Linked DNA regions of Mus musculus: regions 2 and 3 are each linked to region 1. Evidence: chromatin contacts called from public Hi-C and HiChIP or PLAC-seq data. All regions are on one chromosome and are shown on one strand. The core of a region is the stretch at or near the end of the contact, and the rest is flanking DNA. Distances in the headings are between cores, read along the strand shown.

Evidence for each region. A called contact is a pair of places that touch in the nucleus more often than the background predicts. HiChIP or PLAC-seq counts read pairs in DNA pulled down with a chosen protein or histone mark.
Region 2: an H3K27ac HiChIP or PLAC-seq map of stem cell-derived neural progenitor cells shows a contact between it and region 1, with 4 times the contacts expected there. The contact joins two enhancer-like sites.
Region 3: a Hi-C map of cerebellum shows a contact between it and region 1, with 2.4 times the contacts expected there. The contact joins two enhancer-like sites. A contact is called at or near these places in 2 of 484 Hi-C or Micro-C datasets (cerebellar granule neurons and cerebellum), 2 of 115 datasets of contacts at active chromatin or transcription factors (astrocytes and stem cell-derived neural progenitor cells) and 1 of 9 other capture datasets (embryonic tail).

Annotation. Positions count from the first base shown.
Region 1 is chr13:26,153,113-26,156,875 of GRCm38.p6, reverse strand. No RefSeq gene overlaps it. Among named protein-coding and RNA genes, the nearest start is that of 1700092E19Rik, 160 kb to the left of the region's middle. Within about 2 kb of position 1,730, at least 74 of the 459 cell types and tissues checked have an H3K27ac peak or open chromatin away from gene starts, as enhancers often do. A contact at or near this core is called in astrocytes, cerebellum and stem cell-derived neural progenitor cells, where this site is marked.
Region 2 is chr13:25,748,817-25,752,862 of GRCm38.p6, reverse strand. No RefSeq gene overlaps it. Among named protein-coding and RNA genes, the nearest start is that of Gm11351, 220 kb to the left of the region's middle. Within about 2 kb of position 2,237, at least 33 of the 459 cell types and tissues checked have an H3K27ac peak or open chromatin away from gene starts, as enhancers often do. A contact at or near this core is called in stem cell-derived neural progenitor cells, where this site is marked.
Region 3 is chr13:26,655,200-26,659,552 of GRCm38.p6, reverse strand. No RefSeq gene overlaps it. Among named protein-coding and RNA genes, the nearest start is that of Hdgfl1, 110 kb to the left of the region's middle. Within about 2 kb of position 2,067, at least 44 of the 459 cell types and tissues checked have an H3K27ac peak or open chromatin away from gene starts, as enhancers often do. A contact at or near this core is called in astrocytes, cerebellum and stem cell-derived neural progenitor cells, where this site is marked.

The DNA.
Region 1 (3,763 bases), core at 481-2,980:
GCCCCCCACCCCACCAGTTTTGGACATGGGATCTCACTCTATAGACTTTCAGCCCCGGCCAACCTGAAACTAACTATGTAGAATAGACTGGCCTTGAAATCATAGAAATATGCCTGCCTCTGTCTCCTAGTGATGAGATTTAAAGTTTGTACCACCACATCCAACTCTGTTTTGAAATCTTATACCAAACCTTTAATTTTATGATCTGAAGAAAGTGAATGAGGACAGTATTAATCAGGGATCAAGGCAGGAATGCAAGAACTCACTGTAAGTCACACCCAGGAGAAAAGTCAGGCACAGAAGTTAGGCTAGGCAAGGCAGACCCTATGCAATGCAATCTCTGCTACTAAATCAAAAGAGATGCCCACAGTGAGTTGGCTTTTAGGACCTAGCTAGCTCACACAGTTAAGAAGAAACCTTCAGTGCAGCTCAGTGCATGCTTTTTCTTCTCTCATTCAATATCAGCAGCAGTTGTAGGATGTCAGAATGCATAAAGATCATTGAGAATATGGTGACAGGGCAGACACAGGGTCATATCCAAGAGGAAAGGTTTTGAGCCCCAGGAAGAATCTGGGTCTTATTTCTTCTGAGTTCTCTTGGTCCCAGAGGTGCTGGAGGCTTATTCAGTGAGCCTGACACAAGCCAGTTACTTCCTAGAGAAAAGTTTCTGGAAGCTGAGCTGAGAAGTTCCTCAAATAATTCAACAAGGATGCACAAAGGTGAACAGTTTTGAGTCACCTATTATTTTCTGTCTTGCTCTTTCGTAAGCAGTGTGGTAGCCTTTCCTGTGGGTGAGGCAGAGCCAATGAACAGCAGTGCCATCATTTCATAACAATCCTGACCTCCATAGTCACTCACAGCCTCCTCTTCCCTGGAGGTAGAGATGTGACCAATGGTCTCTCTTCCCAGAATGTTCTCTGAGACTTTCAAAACTTCCATCATTTCCTTTCGAAAGGGGGTTCTTCCTTTACAAACCAAGCTAAACAGTGTGAGAAATGGCTTTGACAGGCATAAGAATAAATTTCAGCTTCTTAGTGTCTGTCACACATACATGGGTATAAGCACTACAATGTAGACAGATGGGTAAGTTCTAGGAATGAGTTTGACAGAATCTTACATGAAAAGTTTCTGCCTCTGGAAGCTCTGCTCCTTTCCTGTGATATTGTTATGGCTGTGGTAAGCTACCAAAAACAGCGCCATAATATCTATTAATCCTCATGCACGGACATGCCTTCTTTCACTTGCACAATGCCACTGATATCCACTAGTGCCCCCACACAGTGCTCTATAACTACAAAGTCTCCTTTCTTCCATCTTAGCAAGATACAGCCTCCAAACAAGAGTGAACTAAAGTTAAAGTAGAAGTGTTTCTTCTTCCATCCACTGCAGCTAAGGATCTGGAGCTGCGTTTTCTGGGCCTTGGAAAGAAATGTGGACTCAGCCTGCCGCATGCGCGACTTCCCCTCATCAGTGTGCAGTTAGTCCCTGCCAGACTGATTCAGGCCTTGGATGCTTTACAGAAGAGAGAAAGGGAGGCTCCAGGTCTATTGAGTTGGAGCGTGGCATCTGCCGCACACTGAGGGGAGAGGTCAAAGGTCATCACTCGATTTTGATAAAGCGAGCCAGATTAATTGTCTCTGGTAATCCTGTTTGTCACGGTAGATATGCAAGGGCGTCTTTGTGGCACAGGCTGACATATGGGCAGGCCTGCTGCTTGCCTATTCAGGGGCCCAGCACATGTTCTCCCCAGTTGGACAAGTTCCCAGAGCCTTGTTTGCCAAAGGAGTGGGGCCTCCTGCTCCTATTCAGCCATCCCCCATCTCCACCAAGAGGCTTTCTTCTAATCTTAAAACCTGCCTAGGCTATTGAGAGAAGCCACATTATAGGGGGACGGGGGAGGGAAAGCTAGAGACAGAAAGGAAGAGAAGGGGGCTGCTAAGGAAAGAAAGGGGGCTGAAGGGGAGAAAGGCAGACAGCCATCAGAAGCAGGAGTGAAAAAGACTCTTACAGATGGGGGTGTGGGATAGGGGCAGAGAAATATAATTACAAAAGATAGCAGCCGTGTCCTTCAGGCAGAAGCCTTCAGGGCTGATTATAGCTGCTCTCCAAATCTGAATCTATCACCAAATTATACCCTGCCTCTTTTGTAAAATAAATGTTAATAAGAGGTAATTTTGGCCCTCCTGATTGTTAAGCTCAATGGAGATAGATTTTTTCTTCCTCTGTGTGTGTGTTTATTGTAATATCTGGAGGGCTTTTTCTTCTTCTTTTTTCTGTTCCAACTAGAATTTATATTGAAACACACACACACACACACACACGTTCAGTGGTCCAACACAAGAGCCAGAAAAACAAAAAGCAAATAGCTTGAGCATTATAACAATGAAGAAACAGATAGATGGACAATTGGCCACTAATGGTCTTCTGTAGAATATTCTAGAAGTATGGTCCCTAGGATTTAGAAAAGAGTAAGCATGGAGAGATGGAGAAAAGGAATGTAGCCCTTTCTTAGTGAAAGAGGTGGGGTCCTTTTTCTAAAGAGCTTTGCTTTTCTTTAGTTTAAAAGCAAGACCCCCTTTCATTTACATAATCATTATTTTGAGTTGCTGCCAATTCTTTTGGGGGCTTTTACATTTAAAAGCACAAAAACTAGAGACAATCCCATGACAGATCTTTTGAAAATGTTCTAATGATGTGTATTTATGAACAGATCCAGAAATGGAGCAATTAGAAACAATGAATAATAATCTTTGGAGCAGACAAAGCAGAGAGAGATTCATATATGAATGTCTGATCAGAAAAGCTTTGAGGCAGACATCCCTGGGTCTTTACAGTGTGTGCTGTATGAACACAGACCAGAGACCGGGGTCTAGATGAGACAATAGCTGGACTGCCTAGACAAGTGGTATCAGATCATGGAGGCTGGTTGGTCATATTTCTGAATAAACACTCTGGCTACTATTATAATACTCCAGACAAGAGACGAAATGATTGTCATTGATTTTCAAGGGGATTCACATTCAAAATTTAAGACACTGAAGTAAGATACCCCTAAATTGTTATCTTATTCTAGGTAAGAAAATATTTTGTTTAGTTCTACCAAAATCACCGGCAACAATACACTTCTTGTTTTCACCATTAAAAATATAATACCACTATTCTTTCATTTATTCATTGCAGAAAACAAACTAAAATGGGAATCTATGAAGATCTATAAATTATTTACATTGTATTGTGACATGGTGTTTTAAGGATGAGGTGAGGTCATTTGAATAGGAGCTTGGATAGAGGACAAATATAAGTTATATTCAAATCAGGACACTGTGAAACAAGAGACATCATGCTGTGCACAGAGGGCTGAAACTTGCATAAAAGGGATTTAGAAACAACTAGGCAACCTATCTTCCTTTCTATACAAACTAGACTACTGTTGAGTTTATTTCGGGGTCTTCCCAACCTTTAAGAGACTAGCACCAGGAAAAGCCTGGGAAAGAGAAAAGAACATGGCCAACCTGTATCTACCACTCCCTCTATCACTTTAGGATATGTTGAGTCTAATCCCTTGTGTCAATATGATCAGAGCCAAGTACTTTTGGCTCACCAGGAGAACAAAGACAATACCTGGTAGCCTCAACTCCTGCTTTACGAACTTATTGCAACACTATCTTCCTTTAATTTGACTATTTTATGATGTGTGTGTGTGTGTGTGTGTGTGTGTGTGTGTGTGTGTGTGTGTGTGTGTACACATGTGCCTATGGCTGTG
Region 2 (4,046 bases), core at 988-3,487, 400 kb after region 1:
CAACTTTCTTAGATGATGAACAGTGATGAAGTGCATGAGCTGAATAAAATTGTTCTTCCCCAAGTTGCTTTGGCCATGCTTATTTGTCCCAGCCATAGTAACTCTAAGACATCTATATATTTGAAAAGAGAATCTAAATTATGTATTATTAAAGTATAAATTAGAAACCTCATGTGGGCAGGAAACAATAAGCGATACATATGTAGCTGGGTCAGCTGAACTCCCAATTAATGTTTTACTATCACACATAATAAATGGAGATGCTCAAAGGGTAAATTAATATCAGATGGTTTCATTATTTTGAACATTGAAACAATCACATAACAATTACTGGCTGTGTTAGCAAGTGCTTTATACTCAGGGTTCACTTGCCTTGGTTTGGTTTTACCAGTCCTTTTTTTTTTTTAAAGCTCATTTGATTATTTTTATTTTAACTACAAACTTGATTAGTTATTTAGTATCTTCTCCCTTGACCTTTAATCTGAAAGAGAAAAAAATATTGGCTATTTCATCTTACAGAAGAACAATCTAAACTGTCATTGCTCCATCATGATAACTGGCAAGGTAAAGAAACACTGTCTCTACGTGTGCCTGTTATATGTATTACAATATATGTAATATATTATATTATATTGTATTATATATTATATTATATACTCAAACATTCATACACAGAGAAATAAAACAAATATTTTAAAGAAAATATTATTTGAACAATGCACAATCTTTTGGGATTTTCCACATTCTATATGAGTTTTCTCCCACAATATTTTGATTAATGCAAAAATCCCATGTTCCTTAGAATCTTGCCATTACCCATTTAAAGGCAGAAATGCTTGTTTTGCTCTAGTATACACTGGAGAGAAATTCTGGACAATTCGTTTATCTAAAGTGTTTAATTTCAACCTCAGTATTTCAGAGAAGACTAACATTTATGTTATATTTTGATGCAAAGGCAATGTTAATGTCAAAGCCATTTCAAAATAGTTTTAATGAAAAAAAATTAAATCAGGGTGACTTGAGAGAGGCAGATTGCTGGTTACACGGAAGCCTCCTGTTTAGAGTCGTATAATTTTCATCAGTGTCTCAGTCAGTGATGTAGTTTGACATTTGTTCCTCCCACCCCCACCCACAGTCAAACAAAGTGAGGAATACTGCAAATCAAGACTGTGGCAAGCATAGTAACCTCACCTAGATCTTAGCTTCACTGCTGTCTGAGCTGCAGCGTGGAAGGGCTTAACGTGGCTTTCCTTACTTTTATTTACGTCTGAATTTGGAGCCAGATGAAGATAAACCCACAGAACTGAGTGAGACTGAGCTCCCTCATCTATGGATTCTCACACTTCCCCCTAGACGTGTGTAATTACCCTGGCCTGTGGTGCTTATTTGCCAGATTTGGATACAAATGGATATAAAGGTCTTTTCATCTCTCTTGCTTTCTCTCTCTTTTTTTTTCCATCAGTGACGTCTCAAAGCCAAGGCAGGTGTCTGTGGGATTAAACATAATTACAAAGGGAGAGAGAGAGCAGAGATGAAGCTAGAGCGCAATTCCCAGCAGAACAGGCATTTAGGAGCCTGAGCAGGTGCTGTAGGAGGCCTGGTGTATCCAGCTAAATTGAACCATGGTGGTGGGCAAGGGCACACATACTGAAGCCTGGGATGGGGAGGGCACTAGCTGTCTCGGGGACAGACGGGATGCCAGGATGGGCCCCTTCAACTCCATGGCTACTGGAGTGAACAGATTCTGTTTCTCACTACTTCCTTTGTCGGGTGGCAGCAGGAGAAAACAAAGTGCCACTTCTTGCCATTGTGAAGCCACTTGCATAATCCCCTCCCTTTGGCATATCGTCATGAACTAGCAACTGCTCTATTATTAGATGGAAGAGTGGCAGCAGGTGACAGGGTCCTGCAACTTTTCCTTTATATAGCTCTGAGCTCTCTCGTTGGGTTTTAAGTTTTAGATGGCCCTCCTCAGCTAGAGTATTCCCATTGTGAAGAAAATTCTATGATGCCTTTGGGAACTAAACAAATAAAGTGGTTTTCTTTCTTTCTTTGGACACTATGACCCATGACTGACTAGACATTGTGTGTGTGTGTGTGTGTGTGTGTGTGTGTGTGTGTGTGTGTAAGTAATGGACAAAAAGGTCCTTCTTTGGCTCAGACAACACCTGGAGTAGCCAAGGGCTGCCAGCCTCAGAGATCAAACCAGCCTGGGCTCTGGGGTGCCTCCTTTTGCAGACAGAGCCACTGACCCGGGCTGTATCCACAGTGAGGAAGAACTCCCTGCTGAATGGAACTCAGAAGATAATGCTACTCTTTATCTGGTCCCAGTGGAGGGTGTCCAGCCATGAGGAAATGACAAGGACTGGGGGGTACTTTATTCTTCTGTTGCTGCTGTGCATTCTAAACTCAGTGAATGAGGGAGACCTTAAATGCAAATGGGGAACTATATTGCATCTTAAAAGAAAGAAACTCTGTTTTTTTTCAGACCCTAGAAAGAAAGTTTTTGCAGCTGAGTTGGTTTTCCTTACTCTCAGAACTTGCAGGAAAACAAATGTTAGCATTCTATATTAAAATAAAAACCTCATGCAGCAGTTACTTTCCAGTATCAGGGATACCACCCATCGCATACTTGTGCATCCCAGCATATAATATTTCTATGACAGGATTCCACTTTAATATAGTGCGTACTATTAAGTAGGACTGGTGAAGTGATTGGCATTTCGATATAGGTAAATATAAAGAGAGTCTATGGTGAAGTTACACATTTCATACAAGGATCTGGCAGAAACTCTACTTGTGTATCATCAGTTAATTTGTAAAGAACCTGGGTGCAAACCCTGTTGCTACTCAAAGCTCAACAACATCTTATGACATATATTGATGAGCAAATATGTTTAAAAAGCTAGAATGAAGCCTTAAAATGGTCTCATGAGGATTATGGAAACAGCTTAGCAGGGAATGTGCTTGCTGAATAAGCATGGGAACTAGGTTTTTGATTCCCAGCATCCCTAGGCAGGGTGACATGGACCAGAGAACCCAGAGGTGGACATTCGTGTCCTGGTGATTCACTAACTTCCTAAAATGCAGAGCTCTATACTCAGTGCTACTCTCCATCCCAACATGTAAGGTCAACAGGCAGTTGAAAGAGACATCTGGATGTCTACCTCTAGCTTCCAAACAAGCCTCCACGAGTGAGAGCAACCCCCCACCCCCTACCCCATACATACCCACGTGCAATGAGCTCATTGCTAATATATGAATATATGAAAATAGGTCAGGGCATGCCAAAGAACACACAAATAATTGGATACAGAAGGACATGCAAGTGTGCATGTGTGTATATGTATGCATGTGAGATATATATATAAAATCTTTAATTCACATGACATTAATAATGGGATGTGAATCTGTTGCAAGGGAAATGAATATCACAAAAGATTATTAAGCTGGAAATTTTGAGTAAAAGGCAAATATGGTATGGATTGTATTGGGTACGACATATGGCATACCTTTGTCAAATACATTTAAAGGGACTATGTTAAATTGGAAGGGAGATTATGGTCTGTCATCCTGGAAGACAAGGAACCATGTGATGGGATGCTTTTCTCTCCACTGATGAGTGAGATGCAGAAAGAACATTAGACAAGATTAGGCTGCTCTTTCATGTGGGCTCAAGTCTTGGAGTGAAACAAAACCATGACAGCCATGACATCAAGCACTAAACTAAAACATTTCTTTCAGATACATGTTACGAAAGTTCTAATTCTTTATTTTATAAACATACTATGTGTATTTTTAGCTATTTCCTCAATACTGAAATACACCCTTTTGGAGGGAAGCAGAAGGTTCATAAAGGCCTTCTTGCTCTGAAACTTTACAAGGCTGAGGAAGCTCAGAAAGGGACCAGATTTGCAGGACACTTCCCTAAGGCAGTAAAAGCAGTTGCTGGGAAGAGGAGACTGTCCCACTACAGGAGTTCCAGGGAGGCATCTTTCATGAATCATCCTCTCCCGTGCTGGAGTGAACTTTTTGGTGATACAGCT
Region 3 (4,353 bases), core at 818-3,317, 500 kb before region 1:
TCCCGTACTTGCCCTCCTGCATAGCAAATGAGATGACTCGATTCCTTGATAAACACATTACATTTAATGTCATTTCAGTGTTTGGACTCTATACATTTGAGACCTAATCCTGAAGAAGAAGAGCGTTGGAGATGAATGCCAATTTAGATGTATGTTTCAACCCAGGAATATTTTAGTTTCTGAACTTGAGTGTTAGAGGTGTAGACTATGACAGTACCTTTGTTCATAGCTTTCTCAACACAAAATTCTAATGGCTGTTATCCCCCAAGAAATAACCTCAAATTGAAGGAACACTATTTTGATCTAAGTTCACAGGGTATTTTCTGGAGTGGCTCATTTGGCTGAAAGCCAGTAGTATGGTAAATGTGGGTCCTGGGATTAGGGAGACTTGAGCTCAAAACTTCCTGTTCTACCTAACAACTGCTGAGGTTAGCTTTGTATATTCTTTGAGTCCCAGACACTTAATGCTTATATTTAGCATGATAATGTCTACTTCATAGAATTGCTATGAATACTAATTGAGATAAAATTTCTAAAGTACATGACACAAAGTGTTCAATAAATATTAATATATGTAATTAGACAAAGAGCCCTGCTAGGTCTTCAGACCTACTGTTTATTAATTTTCCTCCTCTGATTGCATCTGTATTACAATTATGCATATTTCCTTTTGTTTAACATTTTATTAATATGTATTAAATTTTTTCTTGAATGAAGAAGTTTCTTTTCTTTTTTCTCCAAACATTTTTATTACTTCTTCGAAAATTTCATACCATGTATTTTGATCATATTAACACCCTAAGTCTGCCTCAGCTCCCTTCAGATATACCTACTATTTACACACTGGATATTTCCTACTATCTGGAAAACTTTGTGTCCTAGTGTCCTGATATGCATACATTCATACATACATACATACATACATACATACATACATACATCTCCATCTCTCTCATTGCACTGACTATATACTCCTGGATGTAGGGCCAGCCACGGAAGCATGATGGATCTACTAACGGTCACACCCCTAACAAAACTTTCTTTCTTTCACCAGAAACTGTCCACTATATACAATTCCCCAGTTAAGGATGGAGGAAAGGAACCCTAAGTCTCTGGTCTACAGGACAAATAACACACACACTCACACACACACACACACACACACACACACACACACTACTAGTTTGCATTAATCTATGTTCCTCGTTTTGTAATCTACTTTGAGCAAGATAAACCATAGCCTTACACAACAGAGAGATTCCCAACCTACATTTAACTGAGAAGATCATTGCCTTTTGCTTCTTTGGAAACATACATCATGCCTAAGTGAATTTCTTAATATGAAAATAAATGTTATACTATGATGGCTTCTAAAGAGGAATAGAAATGTGCAACTCATTAAAAAAGTGCACATAGGTACTTATAAACAGACAAAAAAGTTTTTTGGCACATTTCATGGTGCAGACATTAAAAGAAAAAGTCATAAATTATCCTTGAAGTACAACAAATTCATTTTAATGGTAAAGCTTGTATCTATTAGTCACTTCAAAATTTGAAAAAAAAAAACATTACTAGCCCTTTAATAAGATATGTAAGAGAATCACTAAAGAATCAATATGAAATAATAAAGTATGGATGTGCTTCATGTTTCCCATTTTCTAAGCTAAAGAGCGGAGAATGATCCCTTGATCACTTAAAATGTTCAACCTGTTTTTGATGGTATTTATGATCTGTTGGACACACTAAAAGCTTTGTTAATAACCTACCAAAAGTAAGTGACGTCAGTGATTTAGTTCTTTGGTCTAAAACCTGACCAACATCATGTTTTTACTTATCCCTTTGGATACTTAGAAATTATCATGTTAAAAGCACCGAAAAAGATGATTTGTTGCTTGAAATATGTGAGTTGAATGGGAATTTTCTGGGCTTTGTGATCGTGAACCTCACATACAGAGAAGCTAGTGAGTCCTGCCAAAATGTCAATGGAGTAGGGTACAGTGCCAACACCAAGGGCAGAGAGCCCATTTGGGCGCACTAGGAGTATATTACATGTATGGCTTTATCTTTTCTTGGAAACCAGACAGCTCTAGTAGTGTGCTCTTCTGCATAAAATAGTAAATTAGTCACCCAGTGCTACTGAGGTGGTTCATTAATTCCAAGTGTCAGCTTCTCTTTATTTTCACATGGCTGAGAATCAAGTAGTTGCACATCAAATTGTGACTTTTTTCCTGCTTCTCATTTGGCTCAGACCCTTTATCTGTCATTATTTATGTCCTCAAAGGCCTCAGCAAAGCTGCCATCCTTGAGTAACAAAAGATGCTGCTCAGAGTGGCTCAGACTGGGGCTTGTTGCAGCAGATGCTGTTTTATGTTTTGCCAGAGAATAGGTCCTTTTATTTCTGCCTTGAATGCAGCCTTTCTTTCCATTCCTAAAGGTTTTCAAGCATTAAACCTAATCCTTATCTATGCACTGTGGAAGATAGCCCATGCCTTTGCCATCAGAGCCCATACAACATTCACTGTGTGGATAAAGATATGCAAAGAAGTGAAACTCTGGGCTCTTTAGTTCACTGCCTCTGCTCATCTCACTTCTTGAAATGAGAACAAGAACTGAAGTCTTTGCCTGTAGGAATAACTGATCAGAAGTGGAAAATGCCTGAGAAAAGCATTAAAATAAATAAATCAAACTGAGAACAGTTCATCATCAGGTTTGCTATTGAAACATAACCAGAGAAGAAAGGCAGAGACAGAATTAATGGTTTGTAACAAGAATTGCTTTCTTTCAAGGTAATGAGATTGTCTGTTTGAAGATCAGAGGAGTGTCCTAAAATCAGAATATGCCAGGGCAAAGGTGACACCTGGGACCATATGCACCTGTGTGGTTGTGCCTCAGAGAAAAGTTCTCATAACAAAACAGAATTGTCCATAGAAATTGCTTTGATGCTATTTCAATGGTTCTTCTTATCACTATTTGAACTATTTGAAAGCATTGCCCTACTGATCTGATTTTCTTCAATATTACTAGTAATTCCTTACATGAAAATAGGCATAGGGCTAGGCAAGAAATATGAGCTAGGCCAGCAAGACAGGTATGCAGGTAAATGCATTTGCCAAACAAGCATAACAACGTGAATATGATCCCTAGAACATACAGAAAGCTAGATGTGATGATCTATAATTCTAGCACTTTTAGGGCAAAGTGGGTATTGGGAACACAAGATGCTTGGAGAATTATAGACAATCAAGCCTAGAGCATGTAGCATATCAGAAACAAGATGTTCTCTGCAACACTGTGGAGGGAGAGACTTGACTCCTGAAAGTTGTCTTCTAACTCCCGAATGCTCACTACCACTCACATATATCATATACAACATACACACATTTCACCAAGAATAAGAAATTTAAATTTACAAATGTATGGCAACAGCTTTTATTGTGTTCCCTCATATAATGTGAAGTTTGTTGGTTTGTTGGTTTATTGGTCTATTTTCCATGAAACTACTATTCACCTCGTCTTCACTTCAGTTTTTTGTTTTGTTTTTTGTTATTTTGTTGTTGCTGTTGTTTAGGGTTTTTTGTTGTTGCGTTTTGTTTTGTTTTGTTTTGGTTTTTTTTTGCTTTTTTTTTTTGGGGGGGGGGAAAGCCATTTTGCTGACCACCTGTAGGTTTTGGCAAGAGTTAAAGATACTTAAGAAAGGTCACAGATGGCATGAATTTATCTCAGTAGTAACATGAAGGGAAAGGAGGATGAGGAAACACATCTGAGGGGCAAGTATTTTAGTGATTGCCACTACTGTAAACTTACTTCTGTAGTCTCTGTGCCTTATTAAGAGTTATCATCTTTGTTACATTCTGCACAGAGAAGGAGAATCTGGGGAAACTGCAGAGCCACAGTCTATATGGAAAGAAATGATTTCAACCCATGCTGTATTACTATTTTTGACCCATGAGTAGAAATTACCATCTGGAGAATCAGAGATCAACATTAACATGTATCGCTGGCCAAGTCCACAGCAGCTTCTCAGTACCATTTAATTTGGGTGACAACATAGAAGTAGGCTCTGACAGGCAGTAGTTATGGGACATTCATTCACTATACCCATGTCAGTGGTAATAACACTGCAATTCTCCCCAAAATATGGTCCTTTACTATGTTTTGACAGGCATGTTGTTACTGCAAGAGTCTATGTATTATTGGAAATACTCAAACTAGACATGGACATACATATCTACATGGGCTTGGGCTCTAATGGCTATATGCATTGGAAGAAGAATTTAGCAGAGTCAATCATACATATTTGGTGAGTGTTTACACTAGAAAAAGCAGTGGTGTTAAAAACTATGAAAAGGTTGA